Linked DNA regions of Sus scrofa: region 1 is linked to region 2. Evidence: chromatin contacts called from public HiChIP or PLAC-seq data. All regions are on one chromosome and are shown on one strand. Each heading gives the region's core, a stretch centred on a gene start, on an enhancer-like site or on the middle of the called end of the contact. The rest is flanking DNA. Distances are from core to core; before and after follow the strand shown.

Evidence for each region. HiChIP or PLAC-seq counts read pairs in DNA pulled down with a chosen protein or histone mark.
Region 1: a contact with region 2 is called in an H3K27ac HiChIP or PLAC-seq map of alveolar macrophages. The contact joins two enhancer-like sites. A contact is called at or near these places in 4 of 47 Hi-C or Micro-C datasets (blood, embryonic fibroblasts, fetal heart ventricle and 1 more) and 2 of 2 datasets of contacts at active chromatin or transcription factors (alveolar macrophages and skeletal muscle).

Annotation. Positions count from the first base shown.
Region 1 is chr17:51,310,394-51,315,852 of Sscrofa11.1, reverse strand. The region is part of intron 1 of B4GALT5 (beta-1,4-galactosyltransferase 5); the gene reads left to right. Among named protein-coding and RNA genes, the nearest start is that of B4GALT5, 21 kb to the left of the region's middle. Within about 2 kb of position 3,587, at least 23 of the 83 cell types and tissues checked have an H3K27ac peak or open chromatin away from gene starts, as enhancers often do. A contact at or near this core is called in alveolar macrophages and liver, where this site is marked.
Region 2 is chr17:51,245,816-51,251,568 of Sscrofa11.1, reverse strand. No RefSeq gene overlaps it. Among named protein-coding and RNA genes, the nearest start is that of PTGIS, 48 kb to the right of the region's middle. Within about 2 kb of position 3,583, at least 18 of the 83 cell types and tissues checked have an H3K27ac peak or open chromatin away from gene starts, as enhancers often do. A contact at or near this core is called in alveolar macrophages and liver, where this site is marked.

The DNA of each region.
Region 1 (5,459 bases), core at 2,338-4,837, 64 kb before region 2:
GTTAACTTGGTTACTTACGGCCTTCTAATCCTCTGCTCTCCATTAAAATTTTGCCAGTTACCCCAGTAAAGTCCTTTGTATCTAAAGGGTCCAGTTCAGAATCGCCTGTTGTGTTTGTTGTACTGTTTCTTTAGTCTCTTTGAGGAAAATCCAGAGAAGTTCTCCAGTTTCTCTTTGAATTTCATGACCTTGACCCTTTTGAGGATGACAGGCCAGCTCTTTTGTAGCTTGCCCCTAAACTTTGGGTTTGTCTGATGCTTCCTTATGGTTAGGTTAGGTTAGACACTGAGGCAGCAGAATCACAGACGTGATGTCATGTCCTTTTGATGCATGTCAGATGACACAGGATGGTGACTTGCCCCATTGCAGATGATTGCTCTGATCACTTGACTGAGGATGTGTTATCCAGTATTTCCACTGTAAAGCAACTCTTTCCCCTTTTGTAATCAGTGTGTGTTTTGCGGGGAGCTACTTTATATAAATATCTTGTTCATCAGACTTTTCAATGTACTTATTTTTCTATTTATTTATTAGTATAAATCCATGTGCTTTAAAAAATTTATTGTCGTCACTGTGGGCTTATGGTTTTAATGTTTACTCTCATTTATATTTGTACTCAATTGTTGTGATTAGGCCTTTGGGAACCCCTTTGTCCTGGCATCTGCCCTTTTTGATATGTCCCTGTCATTCTTTTTGTTTTTGTCTTTTTAGGGCTGTACCTGCGGTATATGGAGGTTCCCAGGCTAGGGGCCTAATAGGAGCTGTTGCTGCTGGCCTACACCACAGCCACAGCAACGCAGGATCCAAGCCACGTCTGCGACCTACAGCTCACAGCAACGCCAGATCCTTAACCCACTGAGTGAGGCCAGGGATCGAACCCACAACCTCATGGTTCCTAGTCGATTCGTTTCCACTGTGCCACGATGGGAACTCCTGTCCCTGTCATTCTTGAACACTTCCTTAGTTTCTGGAATAACAAGGTATTTAGGCACATTTTGTGCTTTCTTTATCCCATGCTTAGAATCAGCGATTTCTCCCCAAAACTCTGATTCTTTTTAGTGGAGAATGGGTACTTAGAGGCCAAGATCCTGGTCCTGGATGCACTCATTGCTGTTAGAGTGTTATGACTTCTAGGCCTTCTCATCAGTGTGTAGAGCTCTGGAATATATCTGTGTGTACACATGTACACACTCTTACACACCCGCACCCTGCATCTATGTTCGTTTTCACGTGCATATATATACACATATAGAAAATGGTGAGTTCACACCAATGACAGTTTAAATCCAGCACCTAAGGGTTCATTCTAGTTTTTTCCCTTCCCGTATTTCTCACTCCTTTCTCTGACAGTGAGATCCTAACTCCCTTTTTCCTTATTCCCTTTACTTACTTGGCCATTCCCCCATGTGCCTCCATGCTGCTCTGTGTCCAGTACTGTTTGGACATGTTTCTCACCCCCGACATCATTCAGCTCTCTTTGCTGGGCTGTCTCCCTTCTTCATCCCACCTGGGTTCCCACAAGCCTGTACCAGGCTCCTCCCTCCTCCCTGTGTGGGTTCCCCTCACCCCTGCTTTGACTCTGGCGCCCCACCTCACATCCCCTCTTCCCTGCTGGATGCTTTCCTCACCTGTCCTGTCTCTAGCACTCCATGCAGGGCAGCCGCCCTTATCCTGCTGTGCTGAGACATGCCTCTGTGTCTCCCCCATTTTACCCCTGGCAGGTCTGTCTAGCCTCCCCCACCGCGCCCCGACCCATGGCTTCCTTTAGGACTGGATGCACATTTTGGGGGAATGAATTATTTGCCCTGACCATGTCACCTAGTTTTGCATTCTGAAAATAGAGTCACCACACCTGTCTGAAATTCTTTTTTGACTATTTTCTGTGTCCCTTGCACAGGATACTCTTGAATTCTTCCTATAGATGCCACATTTTTAGCTAACCAGAGGGTGACAAAGTGACATTTAGCCCACATAATTACGATGAGTTCCTTTCCTTCGTCAGACTTTCGTGACTTAGGGACCATGGTATTTGAGAAGCCCTATTCCTCAGAAGTGACTATTTGCATCCGTAGTTTGTGTCTCCCCTTCTTCTAGCTCAGGAGTTCATCTTCCTCTGTTTTCCAACATGACAGTGGCAGCAGATGCTGCTTCCACTTGTTGAGCCTTTCTAGAAGTGTTTTGCATATATCATCCTATTAGTTAACACCCTAGCTGTGTGAGACATAGATGTTTTAGAGATGAGGAAACCAAGGCTTGGAGAGGTGAAATGATGTGTTCAAGGTCATACAGCTTGCTCTAAGTTCAACCTTGCTTACTTTCTAGAGCCTGAGTTCTTGAATAAGCCTATGCCGCCTCTACAGTGTTAGGATAAATTTGATTAAGATAAGTTTGGCTTTTTAGGGCCACACCTATGGCATGTGGAATTTCCCAGGCCAGGGGTCGAATCAGAGCTACAGTTGCTGGCCTACAGCACAGCCACAGCAATTCAGGATCCTTAACTCACTGAGCTTGGTCAGGGATCGAGCCCGCGTCCTGGTGGATATTGGTCAGGTTTGTTAACTGCTGAGCCATGAAGGGAACTCTGATTATATTGTTTTACAGTCACTGTTTTTGATTCCTTTTGATTTAGGAAGAGGAAGTGTAATCTCAAAGTTATACTTGGAAGAAAAACAGATGTCATTAGCTGTGTGGAAACCCTTACCCTGAAATGACTGCATTACTGGAATAGGCCTAAAGAAGTAGGTGTGAAGCCTAGATTACCCCTCCCCCCCTCTTCCCCGACCTGGGCACGACTCCCTTTCCACAGAAAGGGCACTTTGAAGTATGAGGATCAAAACTTTTCCAGCTCCTCTTTGGAAACTAATGTGAAAATTAAGGCCTTAAAAAGTATATATAAGCTGTCTGATGCTTTTTTAAGGAAGAGCAGGTTGGAATTCTGCTTATTTCTCGGCCCATTTCAGTGCTGTTGTGTTTTCTTTTGTGGTTTTTTTTTTTTTTTTTTGCAAATGTAACGATGTAGCTAACTGTTGTGTTGGAAGAGGGTTTCTATCCCGTGGTTCTGCTTTTCTCCAGGTGCAGAGATAATTGTTTGCGCCTTTGTCTCCCTGTATATCCGCTCTCCTTTGTGACTGGTGTTAGGTTTTTATGAGGTAGCTCTCTGGAATTGGGGAACTTCCCCCAGGCTACTCCTTATGCAAAGAGTTGTTCTTTATGCAAAGCTGCAGGCCTGCCCTGGAGTCAGACTGGCCTAACCTCATTTGCACTGCTCGCTAATCGTGGAGCTGAGCTAATCATATCTGAGCATAAACACAGCCAAGTCCGTCAGGCTTTTTGAAAGTGGTGAGGAAATTAAGCTTGTTTCTTGCTGATACATAACCATGAGAATAGTAATAAGGATGGTTATACTTAGAATTCCTAGACTTCTAAAAATCAGAGGGGTAGAATTCTTTCTTTCCTCTCTCCCCTCCACCCCTTTCCTTTCACCCCCCCCCAACTCTTTGTCATTTAATCAGTCGTCAGGCTTATAGGCCTTTAGAAACACAGGTTATACTGTACGCATTGTGCTCTGTTTAGGACAAGGGGAGTTTGCCTGCCCTGGGAGATATAAACCTGCAATGAGTTATGGAGTCACACCTCCTGAGCTCATGTTTGCTGGTGTTGTGACTTTAGGCAAGTTCCTGAACCATTCTGTACCTACTTAACTTCACTTTCCTCATGGGATAATAACAGTCCCTACCTCACCGTTAAGTGCTCAGCAAGGTCCCGGCAGTGGTGAGCATACCCAGTAAATATTAGCTGCTACTGATTCACATTGTATAGGATCACAGCATGAAAGAGCTCAAGGGGATCGTCAAGGTTACTGGAACAACCTCTGTATTTTACAGACGGGGAAACGGAATCTGAGAGATGTTATGGGATTTCCTCACCAAGACTGGAGCTGATGCCCCATCTAGGTGTTATACTAGAAATGTCTACCAGCTCTTCAGGGATTCTCATCAAGTTGGCATAGATCAATGATGATAGGAAGAGACCAGGGTTTTTTTTCTTTCTTTCTTTCTTTCTTTCTTTTTTTTTTTTTTTTTTTTTTTTTTTTTGGTTTGGGATGAGGCTGAGTGGTTTGTGTATAAATAGAAAAAGCACACTCAACATACCTATTGTTTCTATAATGCAGACGCAGACTACAGTGTAGTGAATAAGTTTTAAAAAAACTTGGCAGGTGGAACTACACCAAAAATAGTGAAAAAGCATCATTGTAGGGGCCTAGATTTGAAACAGTTGTATTACTGCCTGTTATCCTTACAAATATGAGGTAAGTAGGATGTCAAGGTGGTTTGCTGCTGGGAGAAGCAGGTTATATGTATCTTTGAGGTGAGCAGAAAAGATAAAACAGGTGCAAAGGGCATTGTGGCTCTGTAATCAGAGTGTGTTGGGGATCATTACAGGTCAGTTACTGCTAGGGTTTTTGTTTTATTTTGTTAGGTATGTGTTTATTTTGGATTATAAAAGTATTCAGTGTTTAAATTTGGAAAATATCGGAGTTCCCCTTGAGGCTCAGTGAGTTAAGAATCCAACATAGTGTCTCTGAGGATGTGAGCTTGATCCCTGGCCTCACTCAGTAGGTTAAGGATGCAGCATTGCTGCAAGGGGTTGTAGGTTGCAGATGTGGCTGGGATCCATTGTTGCAGTGGTTGTGGCACAAGCTTGCAGCTCTGCCTTTCGTTCGACCCAGGAACTTCTGTATGCTGCAGGTATGACTGCGAAGGAAAAAAAAAAAAGAACTAGAAGGAGCTCCCATTGTGGCTCTGTGGGTTAAGAACCTGACTAGTATCCATGAGGAGGTGGGTTCAATCCCTGACCTCTCTCAGTGGGTTAAGGATCCGATGTTGCTGCATGCTGGCATGTAGGTCTTGGATGCAGTGCGGATCCCGCTTTGTTGTGGCTACGGTATAGGCCAGAGGCTACAGCTCCCATTCAACCCCTAACCTGGGAATTTCCATATGCTGCAGCCCTAAAAAGAAAAAAGAAAAAAGAAAAAAAACCCTAGGAAAATAAATACATAAACAAATTTGGAAAATACCACAAAGCTTAAAGAAAATAAAGACAGTCTAAAATCTCAACCCAGAGATAACTTACTGTTAACATTTTGGTGCTGTTTCTCTCTCTCTCTCTCTTTTTTTGGGTACGTGTATAATTGTTTCAAAAACACAATTGAATTCACCTTATATGTACAGTTTTATATACTAACTTAAAATAGTAAAACAATATAGAGACAAAGTGACTGTCACATTTTCAGTCCTTTAAGAAAATCTGGACTTTAACCATATGCCCGAAGAATGTTCTTTGGCCTGATTTTATGTAGTAGTAATGTCTAAAGGCTGATCATGTGGCACCTTTACTTTTATCAAAATGACTCATATTTTCCCATCTGTAGGAAGTCTCAGAAATGAAAATAATAATAA
Region 2 (5,753 bases), core at 2,334-4,833:
TGTATGCATATATGTGTAACTGGGTCACCATGCTGTACAGTAGAAAATTGACAGCTCTCTGTAAAGCAGCTATAATGGAAAAAAAAATCATTATATTAAAAAAAAAGGCTTTTGTTTTTAAAAAAAAAATACTAATAATTTAGTTTTTTGGCTATGCTCATGGAACTTCTCAGGCCAGGGACTGAATCCACACCACAGCAGTGACAATGCCGGATCCTCGACCCACTGAGCCACCAAGGAATTCTCTATTATTAAATTTTCTTGGCTATTTTCATGTATTTTCTTAAACCAGTGAAATTTAGATTCATTTTGTCAAGTTCTATTAAAATTGATATAGGCTTATGATCGACATGATGCTGAATTATTAATTTGGGAAGATTTAATATCTTTACAATATTAAGTCTAATCTCCGGAATGGCCAAATACGTTTTTCTCAGAGAAAACTTGAACCATTCTCTCCACCCAGGACCAACTCATGATCCTGCAACTTCATTTTTATTAGTCAGTGGGGTTACAACCAAAAATATCCTAACAAAAAGAAAAATGTTTAGAGGATAGGCAAACAAATCTCACGGCATTTTTCTATTTTCCAGTATTTGTATTTCATTCCATTGTAATTATTCTTTTGACAGAAACGTCCGCGATCTTGTCACCAGCTAGGAATCTTGGCTCCAAGTTACTTCTGTGGGTGAGTTGGACTAAGAATTAGGCTTTAATAGCAAGAGTACCTTGGATTTATACACGGCGCTTTATAGTGACGTCACCGTGGTGGTGAAGGAGGCGCCTCCATTGGCTGACCACCTAGTACGTGCCAGGCATTGCGCCAAGCAACTCCCTTCCTCTTTGCACTTACTCTTCACAATGATCTCGGGTGGAAAGTACTGTCACCTGCCTTCTCCAAAAGGGAAAGCAGGAGTTCCCGTCGTGGCGCAGTGGTTAACGAATCCGACTAGGAACCATGAGGTTGCGGGTTCGGTCCCTGCCCTTGCTCAGTGGGTTAAGGATCCGGCGTTGCCGTGAGCTGTGGTGTAGGTTGCAGACGCGGCTCGGATCCCACGTTGCTGTGGCTCTGGCGTAGGCCGGTGGCTACAGCTCCGATTCAACCCCTAGCCTGGGAACCTCCATATGCCGCGGGAGCGGCCCAAGAAATAGCAACAACAATAACAACAACAACAAAAGACAAAAAAAAAAAAAAAGGGAAAGCAGGATCCGAGAAATGAATGTGACTTCACTAAGGGCTGGTGTGTTTCTGGCTCTTTCGACCTTCATCTTATCTCATCTGGTTCTTTCCTTGTCAAATCGAGATGGTTTATTTGTTCTTCCATTCGGCAAGTATTTGAGCCCATACGCAGTACCTTAGGTCCTACTGTGATCCAATCCTGGACTGGGAATTGAACAGGGAGCAAAATAAGACTTCTTATTCTCCAATCCAGTTGAGAAGACAAAAACAAACCAACCCCATTTCGTAGTGCGTATCAGTCTGTCACGTTAGGGCGTGACAGGGTGCCCCTAAGATTTCAGTTCTAAACTGTTTTGCCTCCAATAAGTGTTGATGAGGATGTGGAGAAATTGCAACTTTTGTGCATGGTTGGTGGAAATGTAAAATGGTGCATATGCTGCGGAAAACAGTCTTTCTTTAAAAAATTAAAAATAGGAGTTCCCCTTGTGGTTCAAAGTGTTAAGAACCTGACCAGTCTCTGGGAGGTTATGGCTTTGATCCCTGGCCTTGCCGAGTGGGTTAAGGATCCAGTGTCACTGCAAGTTGTGGTTAAGGTCGCAGATATGGCTTGGATCTTGCTGTGGCTGTGGTGTAGGCTGGAAGCTGCAGCTCCGATTTGACCCCTAGCCTGAACTTCCATATGCTGTGGGTGTGGCCCTAAAAAAAAAATTAAAGCGTGACCACATGATCCAGCAATTCCACTCCTGGGTATATATCCAAAAGAACGGAAAGTCTCAGAGAGATATTTTACACTTATGTTCATGGCAGCATTATTCACAGAAGCCAAAATAGGGCTGCAGCCCAAGTGTCCATCAGCAGAGGAATGGATTAGTAAAATGTGGTAGGGATAACGGAATATTATTCAGCCTTAAAAAGAAAAGAATGTAGTTCACATTTTGGCTCAGCAGGTTAAGAACACAACTGGTATCCATGAAGATGCAGGTTCAATCCCTGGCCTCACTCAGTGGGTTAAGGATCTGATGTTGCCATGAGCTGTGGTGTAAGTCACAGAGGCGGCTCGGATCTGGTGTTGCTGTGGCTATGGTGTAGGCTGGCAGCAGCAGCTCTAATTCAGTCCCTAGCCTAGGAAATTTCATATGCCTCAGGTGTGCCCCCCACTCAAAAAAAGGAGTTCCCATCGTGACACAGCGGAAACGTATCCAACTGGGAACCATGAGGTTGCGGATTCGATCCCTGGCCTCGCTCAGTGGGTTAAGGATCCGGCATTGCTCTGAGCTGTGGTGTAGGTTGCAGACATGGCTTGGATCCCATGTTGCTGTGGTTGTGGAGTAGGCCGGCAGCTGTAGCTCCGATTAGACCCCTAGCCTGGGAACCTCTGTACGCTGTAGGTGCGGCCCTGAAAACAAAGGAAATTTGAGTTCTCTTTTTGTGCAGCAGGTTAAGGATCTGGCATTGTCACTGCAGTGGCTCAGGTTGATGCCGTGGTGCAGATTCAGTCCCTGACCTGGTAACTTCTACCTGCTGTAGGTCAGGGGAAAAAAAAAAAGAACCTTGAGGATATTATGGTAAGTGAAGTAAGCTATTCACAAAAAGACAAATACTGCCTGATTCCATTACATGAGGTTCCTAGAATAGTCAAATCCATAAAGACAGGAGGTAGAGTGGTGGTTGCCAGGGACTGGGGGGGCAGGGGAAGTGAAGGGTTATTGTTCCATCACAATCGAATTTCATTTCTGCAAGATGAAAAGTTCTGGAGACGGGTCCCACAACAGTGAATGTATTTCACAATACTGAACTGTCCATGCGAAATGGTCAAGAGGGTAACTTTAATGTATGTATATTTTACAATTTAAACATTTTTAAAATTACTATAAAATCCTTCTTCTCCATAACCCCATCCATACCATCCGTTTTCTTTTCTTTTTTGTCTTCATGAGGTTTTTAAAATTAACAAGCTTTCCAGATGGTTTTGGCTTTTAAGTCAGAAAAAAAAGATACATTTTTTTCCTATGAAATGTTTTCACTAAAAAAAAAATAATAATAATAACCCCATCCAAGAGGAGTGGCCATTATCCCCACTTTAAGTCTTGGTAGCCCCTAACATAGTAGGTCTTTATTACATATTTGTGGAATCAATTTGTAAATTAAAAAAAAAAGTTTTGCCTCCGTTCTGTTTGTGATCATTTGTGGAGGCAGAATGAGAGCTACGAAAACATCATGTCCCCGCCGTCACCACTGCACGCAGTCTGCAGGTAGCTCTCTGCAGCCGTGGGCCAGGATCAAAACGTGTACAATTCTATATTGTAATCGGCACCTCCTTCCTGTGGTGTGTCCTTTCTTCATTGTCAGCCTTGCTTTTCCGTGTTTCTGTGTAACCTGTCACTCTTTGTTGTCACTTCCTTTTCCTTTGTGTCCGCAGAGCCTGGCAGCTCTGTCTGTTCTTGTTGGGCGGTTGGACTTCCTTCTACGGCTTTGCTATTATGTGATACAAGCTGATAAACCGGCCAGTACATGTCGTTGCCTCTATTTTTTCCTGGACTCTTTTCTTGCTCTGTGATCCTCCTTCACCATTCATGGTTCTGTTAATTTTTAGCCTAACTCAAGGGTTGGCAAACTCTGGCCAGCCTGCTGCCGGTTTTTGTAAATAAAGTTTTATTGGCAAAGAGCCATGCCCATTGGTTCACATCTTGTCTCCGGCAGCTTCCAGTTAAAGTGGCAGAAGTGAGGGGTTGACTTGTGACTGGGACTATGTATGAACCCCAAAGTCTAAACTGCTTGCGGTCTAGCTTTGCAGGAAAATTTGTGCCAGCATCTTGGCCAACGAATTCAGCTTAAAAGGTTAAATTTTGTATGTGAGTCTGGCACTGCTTAGGTAAGGTAGCAAGTCAAGAATTGGAGTGCATTTAAAGCTGACGTTGTTTGGGGACATTAGTTTCGGGGTGTGTTCCCTGGCTCTGCCCTCTGCTGGGAGCACTCCTTCGACCTCGGGTGTCTTCCCTGAACACCCAGGTTGCAGCAGCCGACCGTCCCAGTTCTGTGTGACTTTTCTTTACACCTCATCACCAGATGACTCAGTCCCCTTGTTCATTTGTGTGTTCACTGGTTTATTAGCTATCTTACCCTCTACCTGGTAAATTCTTGAGGGCTCTCCTGGCCATTCAGGGCAGGGCGTGATAGCAGGTGTTAAAATATTTGTTTTGTATTTTATATTTTTATGAGAGAGAGAGGAAAGGTTGCCTACCCAGCTACCGTCTTCTTAGCTTCTCAATGCGTCCTTACAAAACATGAACCACTGCTAAGGAAATGGAGTCCCGGAGAAGCAAAGAGCCTGCCCCTGGGAGTTCTGGTTGTAGAAGTGGGAGCCCTCACCCTAACATCTTTCCTGGTCCCTCTTCTTTCTAAAACTAAGAGCAGGAGATTTAGGGGTTCCCGCTGTGGTGCAGCGGGACCAGCAGCGTCTTGGGAGTGCTGGGACGCAGGTTCCATCCCTGGTCCTGCACAGCCGGTTAGGGATGCAGTGTTGCCGCAGCTGCCGCTTAGGTCTTAAATCTGACCCCCGGCCCAGGAGCTCCACATGCTTTGGGGCGGCCAAAAAAGAAAAATAAAGCAGCAGATTTGCTTCTCACTCTCCCCATTCCTCCCCATCCGCCTCCCCACAGAACAGGGACCGCTTTTCCCTTTGGCTCCTACAACCCGGCCACCCGGCACTGTCCTGGAGATCCCTTGGCCAGTGCCGGCCGGTGCTGCGTGCAGCAGCAGCAGGGAGCTGAGTGGGGCAGGGCTAGGTGGCCAAGAGGGCGAGAAGGGTGCTGAGCTGTGCTGTCCTGAGCTGGCTCCTATCCTCCCAGGGACGTTTTCAGCCAGAACAGGGAGCAGAATTCACTTCACAAGCGGCAAAAATGAACAGTTTGCCCTGGAAGCTAATTCGCAGGTGATGGGAAGTCTGAATCCTTCCTCAGCCACATGATTGTTAAAGGAACAGCTCCTGCCACCCTACCGTGGGGTCATGGGGCCTGGTTTGAAGGGAGCGTTGGCATCTGTCAAACACTGGAAGCTTCACGTCAGGCCTGGGGTGTTGTCACAGTGGTCAGTAGTAGCATCAAGGGGGGACACCAAGGACTGTGGGAGGTGCCTTTGTCTCTTCTCTCTGTAATTTCAATGCCCCCAGTGCCACTCCAGGTAAACACACAACATAAGACAGCGAGCCACATGGCTTCATATAGCCGTGTCTCTGCCGTCACAGCTTTGCTCCTGTCCCACCTGCAAACCAAGAGCTTTAAAAGGGCCTGAGAGGTGTGCAAAGACCAGAAGAAGGACAACACGGCTGGAAATCCCGGCAGCCTTTGCTGCCAGGGCTGCAGGTCTTGCTGGCTGTGGTCAAAATCACGTGGGATCGTGTTTTCACTCACCGGACCCTGCTCTGCTCTTACAGTTGGAGGCTCCGAGGGTCATCATTCAACTCATCCCTTCCCGAGAGACACCACCTACAGACTGCTGCCAAGTGTCGGATTTTCCTATCACCACAAAAGCCCCACCTCTGAGCACTTTTGAAACCCTGACCAGGAGCAGTGGC